2 separate regions of the Hordeum vulgare genome follow, and region 1 is linked to region 2. A link is a contact called in public Hi-C data. All regions are on one chromosome and are shown on one strand. The core of a region is the stretch at or near the end of the contact, and the rest is flanking DNA. Distances in the headings are between cores, read along the strand shown. Region 1 holds the start of LOC123406315 (protein TIC 55, chloroplastic). Region 2 holds the start of LOC123402994 (autophagy-related protein 18b).

Region 1 (4,780 bases), core at 70-2,569, 190 kb after region 2:
CTTCGTTGTTTGTTGCCAACAAAAAATATCAGAATTATATACTTTACACTCTCTTTAATTTATTAACTATATTTTCTTTTTCTGTTTGTGAGGGCACATTTGAGCTCGCGAGCAATCCACTTATAATTTATATTTGTACTCACGATATACGTATCATATCAAAAATTCACCTTGCAAAAGATGGGAATTTTTGGAAGTTTTATATTTTTTCTTTGAAAAAAATCTTATGACTCGGAGGGATGGTGTAGTGCACCTGCTTCATTTTGGAGAAAATTCGCTGAGCCGGGTTTAAACATGCCTGCCCTTTATTTTAAAACATTATGTAGTTACTGCTGGACTATATTAATATGTACTCCCTCCGTTCCTAAATATAAGTCTTTTAAGCGATTTTACTAAGGGACTACATACAAAGCAAAATGAGTGAATCTACCCTCTAAAGTATGTCTATATACATCCGTATGTAGTCCTCCAGTGGAATCTCTAAAAAGACTTATATTATTGAATGGAGGGAGTATATGTTTTCATTGAAATTCTATTTCCTTCATTGCATAATATAAGAACGTTTTTGACACTAGGTTGGGCCTTCGGACGAAAAACCACAACCCGGTTCTTCTTCACCTCCCCGCCTCAACCCACCTTCTTCCGCACTCTTGTCTTCCCTAGATGGCGCCGAAGCTATGTCCTTGCCCAATGGATACATTGTGGCCCTAATCTGCCCTGACATCACTGCCTTCAGCTATTTCGAGTCGATGATGGGCTCCTACCCAAAAGGGCGTGTCATGTGGGGGTGTGGGTGTGTTGTGGGTGTGCCTATATCTCATTTGATTGGTTTGGCTAAATTTCACCGAACTGACATCGGCAAAACTGTAATTCATCTGAAGTACTCTCTCCGTTCCTAAATATAAGTCTTTAAAAAGGTTTCATTAGTGGACTACATACGAATGTATATAGACATACTTTAGAGTATAGATTCACTTATTTTGCTTTGTATGTAGACTTCTAGAGAAATATCTTAAAAGACTTATATTTAGAAACGGAGGGAGTACAAAGCACCTCAAACATAGACGTTCATATCAAAAAGGGTGATAGGGTACACCGTAAATGTTTTGGTCACTTCCTGATAGGTCGCCCTTTGCTTGGTCATTAACTTATCTACTCTGTCCGTGGAACATTTTTTAATTCATCGCATAACGTCGAATTCGTCCAGGAGACGCGTGTGAAACTCACTCGCCGTCTCGCCGTCGCCGGTTTGCATGACAGGGACACAGGTAACTCGCCAGAACCTCTCTGGAGTCCCACGTACGTGTAACGTAGCGGGAAGCAAAGAGTCGTGTGTCTGCATGCAAACCCACGAGCCCACTACAGTCTTCCTATCCGGGCCATCGACCGCGCGAGCTCTGTGCGCCAACCAAACCAGACGAGACCAGACATGACGCCTCCTCCTCCACCCGCCACCGCGCTGCCGCGCCCGTCCCTCCTCCTCGCGGTCTCCTCCGCCGCGCTCCAGATCTCGTCGGCAGCGACGAGCCCGGCGCGCGGCGTGCGGTGGCAGGGGGTCGGGGGGAGGAGTGAGAGGAGCCGGGCCGTCGGGTGGTGCCGGGCGGCGGCGGTGGAGGAGGCCGGCGCGCAGGAGGACGGCGTGCTGCTCCCCAAGGACGGGAGCGAGGCGGCCGGGAGGTACGACTGGCGGGAGGAGTGGTACCCGCTCTACCTCTCCAAGGAGGTGCCCGACGACGCGGCGCTCCCGCTCACCGTCTTCGACCGCCAGCTCGTGCTCTACCGCGACGCCGACGGCGTGCTCCGCTGCCACGAGGACCGATGCCCGCACAGGTATGCATGACCTGCGTCTGCGTGCCCCCCAAGTCCCATGCCATCATCGGCTCTCTCTGTCTGATAAAGTGATAATCCCTGGTTGATTTTCGCGCTCGATCACCAGTCTTCAGTCATTCAGTGACCGAGTCAGTGTTCATCTCTTTTCAGAATAACAATAGCCCATTTCGTGCATCAAAACATAGAGATCGATTTCCTTTCGGGCAGATGAAACCAGACCAGAGACTACCATGATCTATAACTCATCTTGTAATATCGTGTAGCTCCGATCTTGTAACTGATCACATGATCCAAACATGGCCAATGGGTCTGCAGGTTGGCCAAGCTGTCAGAAGGGCAGCTCGTCGACGGCAAGCTGGAGTGCCTCTACCATGGCTGGCAGTTCGACGGGCAGGGCAAGTGCGTCAAGATCCCACAGGTTTGAATCAATTTCATTCCTGGATCAGTGCAAAAGCATGAGAAAGTTCAATACTTGATTCGTGTATCTGATGTGCGTGCAGCTGCCTGAGGGCGCCAAGATCCCGCGGAACGCGTGCGCGCGCAACTACGAGGTGCGGGACTCGCAGGGGGTGGTGTGGGTGTGGATGTCGCCGGCGAGCCCGCCGGACGCCAAGAAGCTGCCGTGGTTCGAGCCGTACGCGCGGCCGGGGTTCACGGACCTGTCGACGGTGCACGAGCTGCCCTACGACCACTCCATCCTGCTCGAGAACCTCATGGACCCGGCGCACGTGCCCATCTCCCACGACCGCACCGACTGGACGGCCAAGCGGGAGGACGCGCAGCCGCTCGCCTTCGACGTCGCCGAGCGCACCGCCCGGGGCTTCGCCGGCCACTGGTGGCGCGAGCGCGCGCCGCACCTCCGCAACCTGCTCCGGTTCGAGGCGCCCTGCGTGCTCTCCAACACGCTCGAGTTCGTGGACAAGGACGGCAAGGAGCAGTGCTTCTCGGCGCAGTTCCTGTGCCGGCCGGCCGGGCAGGGGAAGTCGATGCTGCTCGTCCGGTTCGGGTCCACGGCGAGCTCGCCGCTGGTGAAGGTGCTGCCGAAATGGTACCTGCACCAGAACGCGTGCAAGGTGTTCGAGCAGGACATGGGGTTCCTGTCGTCGCAGAACGAGGTGTTGCTCCGGGAGAAGGTGCCCACCAAGGAGCTCTACCTCAACCTCCGGTCGTCGGACACCTGGGTGGCCGAGTACCGGCGGTGGATGGACAGGGCGGGGCATGGCATGCCATACTACTTCGGCCACAGCACCATCTCGCCGCCGCCAGTGCCGGCCGTCGTGGAGCAGGCGCCGGCGGGGGCCGCCGCGGGCATCTCCGCGTCGTTCCCGGCCAAGGGCGGCGCCGGCACGCAGCACGCGCCCAACCCCACCAATAGATACTTCCGGCACGTCGTGCACTGCAAGGGGTGCAGGGACACCGTCAACAGATACACCGCCCTGAAGAAGGCCTTCGTCGTGCTCGCCGCCGTGGCTGCCGCTGCGGCCGTCTTGGCGGCGACGAGGCAATGGAAGGCCGTCTTGCTGGGCGCCGCCGCCGTGCTCGCCGCGGCGTCGTATGCGTGTGGCTCCGTGGTTTCTTTGATCACAACCAACTTCATTAGGACACACAGAAGATTGTAAATAAGCATAATTAGAGGCCGGGATATGATTATACTCTCAGCGCATTTTAATCTAGTCAGCTAGTAGAAACACTTAATGTTTTTACCCTTGTTTATATATCTACTCATATATACTAGCGTCATTTTGCCATCAGACGTTGCATGGCAAGACAAGTTCATAAGCCGAGACTGAATTTTTAACTTCTCAAGAAACAATTTCATCCACGTAGTGTATATTTGAAAAGAAATAGCGCAAGCAAAGGAATAGAGTGGGTCTGTTCAGATTACTGAAATCATGAAAATAACATACTATGAATTTTATTCATACTCAGGCTCGTAGAACGGAACACACCAATGTAAAAGAGATAGATCAACTTCAATATATATACAACCAAAGACCGTATCTTCACTGTTGAAATACTGGCAACAATGCCTTAGGTCACACATTATGCAGGACCAGACTCGACAACGTCACAAACACCGGCTCCTTGCCATGGGTTTGCTCACACAATATTACAGACCAGATACAGATAGTCAGCTTAGCTATCACAGCCGAAACACGTTCGATATGATACGTAGGTGCTCCAAACGGATGATGCACTCTTAGCAGGTAGGTAACCAGGTTGACCTAGAACTCCCTGTCTGGGAACAGGAGGGGAGCAACGAGGGACCAGATGAACAGGCCTGCTGTTGCCCACTGGGTCGCGATCCTGACCCAGACAGACGGCCACCCGACATCGACAAGCATTCCGCTCTCCCCAACCGAGGTCGACCAGCCAGTCAGGAGCATGGCAGAGTACATGCTTGCCAGGGAGAAGATGAGGTGGAAGAACGAGTAGGAGTATGTCACTGGCTTGGCCACATCCTTGGTTTCCTCCTCGTCTGCCTTGCTGAAGGGGAGCAGTGGCTTATCGGCACCTGAAGAAAACATCAATGAGTTCAGCAAGTAGCAACACGCGTGCTACATAATTAATTAGTTCAGTGGCCAGAGAAAGAAATCCAACCGGCGCGTGGTGAGTCTGGTGCTGAGAGCACAGTTGCAGAAGAGCCAGCACGAACAGCAGAGTAGACCACAGAAAGGATGGTGGTGCATAATCCCAATGTAAGGCTACCGGTTGACATAGCTTTGGAGTGATTGTGAAGACCGTTGCACTCATAATCCCTTGGCTCACTGGAGAGTCCACTGTAGCAGAGGTATGTGCAGTAGAGGCCTATGACTGATGCAGGCAACAAGCTTCCATTGACCTGCCCAAACCATAAGACCCAGATTAATGCTTTATATAAACCAAAATACTACATCCACCATATGTAAACCAAAAAACTACATCCACCATATGTAAACCAAAAAACTAC
Region 2 (5,201 bases), core at 1,145-3,644:
TAAGAATTTTTAACGATATTAGGCAGAATACAGAGTGCTTATCATGGTGGTAGAACAAAGATCAATAATGTTCACCTTAGTTGCTTGTGCCACGATATATACCCTAATCATTGTGCCCTTCTCAGAAGCTGTTGCCAGGTACATGCCATTGGAAGAAAATGCCATTGCAGCTAATGGAGACTCATGGGCATCTATCTGTTGATCAATTACAAATAGGGGGGAAATATCAGTGAAAAGACATTTACATATCTTCAGATTACTAGGATTGAGATTAAAGCCTCCAAAGTTGACTGAAAACTGTAGGAAAACAAATCCGATCTTGAAAGTATTCCTATTCTGATCTATATTCGAGAAAAAAAATAGGTTCCAGAAAAATTTACGTATAGTATATGAATAAAATATTGTGCATGCCACCATAGTTGCACGGCCATTGCGTTTTCAGTGATTCAAAATAATCAATGAGTCGTTGGTTTTTACGGTGATTCCCTCAAGAAAGATCCAGGACATGGAGAACTGTAAATCTGTAAACGTAATAATGCTTATTCAGCTGTACGAATTATAACTAAACCTTCTGGGAATTACCTGGCATATTAATTCAGGTTCTGATGCTTTATACACTAAAGCAGATCCTTTTGATGTGCTTGCTGGGATGGCCAAATAACACCATTCTGAATTAGGAGCAAATGCACAAAGGCCTGGTATTTAAAGTTAACAACATTAGCAGCAATTATGCGAAGCAAATTCTGTTTCAAAGCAAAAAATAGTTCAAAAATACTTTCTGGAATACTAGTGTGAGTCGCAATTTGAAATTTTTGGGTAGGATGCTTACCTTTAGGATTATGTACCGTGTCAATTTCCTCCAAGATACGAGTGCTGTTTAGATCATAAATAAAGGTCTTGTCCTGCAAAACAACAATAAGCCTGCACATAATGTGACAACCTTTTTTATAATAAAACTCAATGAGAAAAGCATGCATAACATCCCTGGTCCAAAACTCGATAGACATAGAACAAATTACACAAGTAAAAAATTATGTCATCACAGGAAGTCAGAAACTAATGGATAGAAGTATCTCATACATTTTTTTGCCAGGAATAGATAGAAGCATATGATTAAGTATCATGATCTCTGACAGCATTGTTAATTAGAATGGACCTTCTGGACTTCTCTTAAAAAATTGCAGGATATATAAAGAACATAGTCATCACTAATGTACGACAGTCTTAAATGTGCTCAGGCAGACTAGCGATAGACCTAATTAGTAACAGGTGAGTGAAACACTAGGGTACTCGGTCTCTTTTAGACAGGAAGGATTGGTGGTGTACCTCGTTCTACTAAACCGAACAGCCAAAATTGTACTCCTGAAGTTCAGATCCTTCTTTGAGGCGCCTGTAATGGTATTGAACAGGCAAAGGCGTCTAGGAGACCGTGAAGGCTGCAAAAGGCAGTTTGAACCGACGATTAACCAACGACATCATCCGTGTAAAACTATATCCGTCGAACCTCAACCACACACAACAGGGAACAAATCGATCCGTCGAATTTCAACGGCACAACAGGGAACAAATCGAATCCAAAAAGAGGAAAAGAGCGTGTCAGATACCTGTTCCCCAGTTCCGACCATAGCGATGAGGTTCGTGGCAAACCACAGCTCCACGACATTCAGTCCTCCAAGTTCTACAACCACAGAAAGAGGCACATACGGCTTAGCTATCTATGATAAATTCATGGCGCGATAGCTATTCCCTAGGCGGTTTTAGTCACCGAACAACGCATTGACAGAAAATGTTTGCATTGCTGCCTGGTTCTACCCTCTACCAATGCACAACGATTGTGTTCAGAACTAGTCTGAATTAGGCAGGAAGCACAACGCAACCTTGATTGTTCAGCATAAGCTTTCTACACATACAAGAGATAATCAACCTGTTGTAAGTATAATTGGATATTCGCAGTGAACGACTGCTATGTGGAGCAAGGCTTACTGTTGTCGTTGCAGAGCCTCCCGGTCCGGGCATCGAAAATCTTGAACCCTTCCTTGGTCCCGACGGAGAACATGCTGAAACAAAGCACGGGGCAACCCGGAGTCAGAATCGGACCTCCCCTCCGGCGGAATCCGACCCTCAAACCCGCCGGAGTCGAGCGCGAGAGCGCGTATCCCGCCGCCCCCGCCCCCGCACGTACCTGTTGTCCTGGTTGAAGGAGACGCAGAGAATCTGGGGCCGGGACGAGCCGCTCGCCATCGCCGCCGCCGCCTGCCGGAATCGCTCGCCGGAATCGATTCCTGTGAGGCGAAAGTACCGACTTTTTTTTTCTCTCCTCCGCGGCTGAAGGGAGGTTGGGTTGCGCCGCCTGCGTGCGTGTCCGGGAATAAAGTAGTGAAAAATATTCGGCGGTGGGATGGCCGGACCCGGATGCTTTACGTGTAGCTTCTTCCCCGTTTCGTAGCGCCGTGGACTTGGGCGTCTTTGCGTGCGTCCTGGACGGATTAGGAGAAGCTTCGGTTTAACGGTAAAACCAACGGAATCCGTTTTCGTAACGGCTCGTACCCCCCCCCCCCCCCTCCCCCTCTTTTTTTTTTTTTGGCAATGTTCATACTTTTGGAAACAAAAAAGTCATGCTACGCATCCACCGGTGGATGTTTACTAAACATCCACCACTTGGAGGGCCGTCCGATCTACACGTGGTCGTCGGATCTGCTCCGGTCAGGCACCCCATAATTCCTGAAACTATGGCTGAGTTGCAGAAACTTTCGCTTTGTTGTAAGAAATAAACTTTGGATCCGTTAATTCCTGAAACAACGGTCGAGTCTCAGAAACAATTTGCTTGTTGCAGGATTTTTTTTCTTCGTCTTTCTGCAACATAGGTATTTTTGCGGAGAAATTTTTTGCAACAAAGGTCATGTTTCAGGAATTTTTACAACAAAGGTTAAGTTGCGGAAATTTTTTGCAACGTTCATGGGCGGCATGGGCGGTTGGTGGCGGCCGGATGGTCAGAACATAAATCTATAGTAGACCACTGCAACATCGTATATGTTTCAAAAACATAGTCTTTGTTGCAGAACCGCATAGTCACTTGGACGCGTGTCTTACGGAGGAGGTGGCTGATGCGGCCATTATAATCTGTCGGCTGATGGTTAGCTTTTCCCAACAAAAAAAGGGACTGCTACGCATCTATCGGTGGATATTTATTAAACATCCACCGCCTCGACAGTCGTTAGATCTCGCGCGTAGCGTCCGATTCGTTCCTGTACTTAATTCCTGAAACGACGCTCGAGTTGCAGAAACTTTCGCTTTGTTGCAAGAAATAAACTTTGGATCCGTTAATTCCTGAAACAACGGTCGAGTTTCAGAAACAATTTGCTTGTTGCAGAATTTTTTTTCTTCGTCTTTCTGTAACATAAGTATTTTTACGGAAGAATTTTTTGCAACAACGGTCGAGTTTCAGAAAAATTTGCAACGAAAGTCACGTTGCAGAAGCAGGGGCGGCGGGGCGGCGACGGGGCCGCCGATCAGGGGTGGCGGGCCTTGTGGCAGGCCGGCGGGGCCGCGGGCGGGGGACGAGCAGGGGCGGCAACGGAGGGCACGCGAGGTCGCGGGCAGGCCGACGGCGGAGGGCGGCGAGCCGTAGCAGGCCGGCGGCGGCGAGGTTGTCGGGGCCGAGGCGTAGGTGGAGACATGGACTAGGCAGTTTTCCGAAACAACGCTCCAGTTGCGGAAACAACGATCAAGTTTCAGAAAACGATTGCGATGGCGGGATCGAACGGACGAGCAGGTGATGGATGGATCGCGCAGATCCGCCGGTTGAAGGATAGACTTTTCCAACAAAAAACACACTTTCTTCTTGGTTTCTAAATATAATTTTTTTAAGATTTCACTATGAATAACATACAGAACAAAATAAACGAATTTGTACTTTAAGGCACGCCCGTATGTAATCCATAGTGATTTTTTTTAGATATTTATATTTAAGGGACTGGTTTATTAGTGAGATTGTTGTAAGTTTTGTGAAGTCTGGTTGTTTTGGGCTTTGAAATTTGTGTATTTGAAGAGCGTCTCACGCATACACAATTACAAAAAAAATTTAAGTGGATACAGATTCATCACATCACGTGTGGCACACTAATATTTTGAGGATTTAGTATTACATGAATGGTTCAAAAACTATGTGCTTTTATGTAAAAAAAATGTAACTATGATGGAGATGCCTTCTTGGACATCAATATCATGGGCAAAAATAGGTTTTTTAGGGCCACGTTAGGCGTCGGCAGGGGATGTATTAGAAACATCTGCCATATGGAGCACCGTTTGATGGTTGCGCTAACATCCGTCGGATGTAACAAACCGCGCTCGGTCCTGACAGACTTGCAACCTTATTTACTTCCTGTAACAACGACTTTGTTTTAGAAACAGAGCACCCTGGAGTTTCGACAGAGCTATGGGTACATGTCAGTGAAACATGAACACATGTGTGTCTCTAAAACCTGAAACCCTATGTACAAAAACAAGGCGACGGCTACGGATCAGCCGGCTGATCTTAAGACAACATCAGTCGCCTGTCGAGCCGTCTGATTAGACGCACATAATCCGTTGGATCAAAAGCAAACACAACCCTCGTCTTCTTCCTTTCGCTTCCAGGACTGCAAAAAAGATACTTTCTTCTCTAATCCTCATTCGCATGATGCAGAGCAACAACGCAGCAACCACCGATGGCACGTTGCGTCAGTGACCTCGCGTCACCGGAGCCGCCGGCGGCCGCTTCATAGCAGCCCCAAGAGCCACCGTCTACTGCTGCATTGCAGTACCGGGAGCCACCGGGGCGGCGACAAAAGCTTGGACGCAACACTGACGACGCCCACGAGAAGCTTCATTGGAGCTCCGACGAAGCTTCCTTGACGCCCCAGTGAAGCTTCATTGGAGCTCCGACGAAGCTTCATTGACGCCCCAGCGAAGCTTCATTGCAGCGTTACCTGCTGCGATGCAACTGTGCCGCCGGTCATGGCGGCAGCTTGAAGCTCTCTACTGCTGCAAGGCAGCTTCATCGTCGTCGTGCAGCAACGTCCTCATACCCCGACGAACCCCGGCGAAGCCCGACGTTGAGTGTAGAGTTGAACTTGGTGTAGCTAGAGGGGTAGGAGGGCCGGTTGGGGCTGGCGTAGGAGGAGGCGCCGGCGGCGGGCTGCTGCTGCTGCGGGGGCGGGCGG

Evidence for each region. A called contact is a pair of places that touch in the nucleus more often than the background predicts.
Region 1: a contact with region 2 is called in a Hi-C map of leaf, with 5 times the contacts expected there. The contact joins the promoter of LOC123406315 here to the promoter of LOC123402994 in region 2. A contact is called at or near these places in 3 of 6 Hi-C or Micro-C datasets (leaf and seedling).

Annotation. Positions count from the first base shown.
Region 1 is chr6H:536,074,817-536,079,596 of MorexV3_pseudomolecules_assembly, forward strand. LOC123406315 (protein TIC 55, chloroplastic) reads left to right here and starts at 1,320. Exons shown (of 3, transcript XM_045099800.1): 1 at 1,320-1,830; 2 at 2,146-2,248; 3 at 2,331-3,581. The coding sequence starts at 1,430. The coding sequence ends at 3,449. It overlaps LOC123406316 (probable serine incorporator), which reads right to left. Exons shown (of 6, transcript XM_045099801.1): 5 at 4,432-4,672; 6 at 3,785-4,345. The coding sequence ends at 4,056.
Region 2 is chr6H:535,881,043-535,886,243 of MorexV3_pseudomolecules_assembly, forward strand. LOC123402994 (autophagy-related protein 18b) reads right to left here and starts at 2,395. Exons shown (of 11, transcript XM_045096970.1): 1 at 2,183-2,395; 2 at 1,984-2,057; 3 at 1,605-1,678; 4 at 1,327-1,436; 5 at 830-921; 6 at 583-695; 7 at 76-195. The coding sequence starts at 2,241.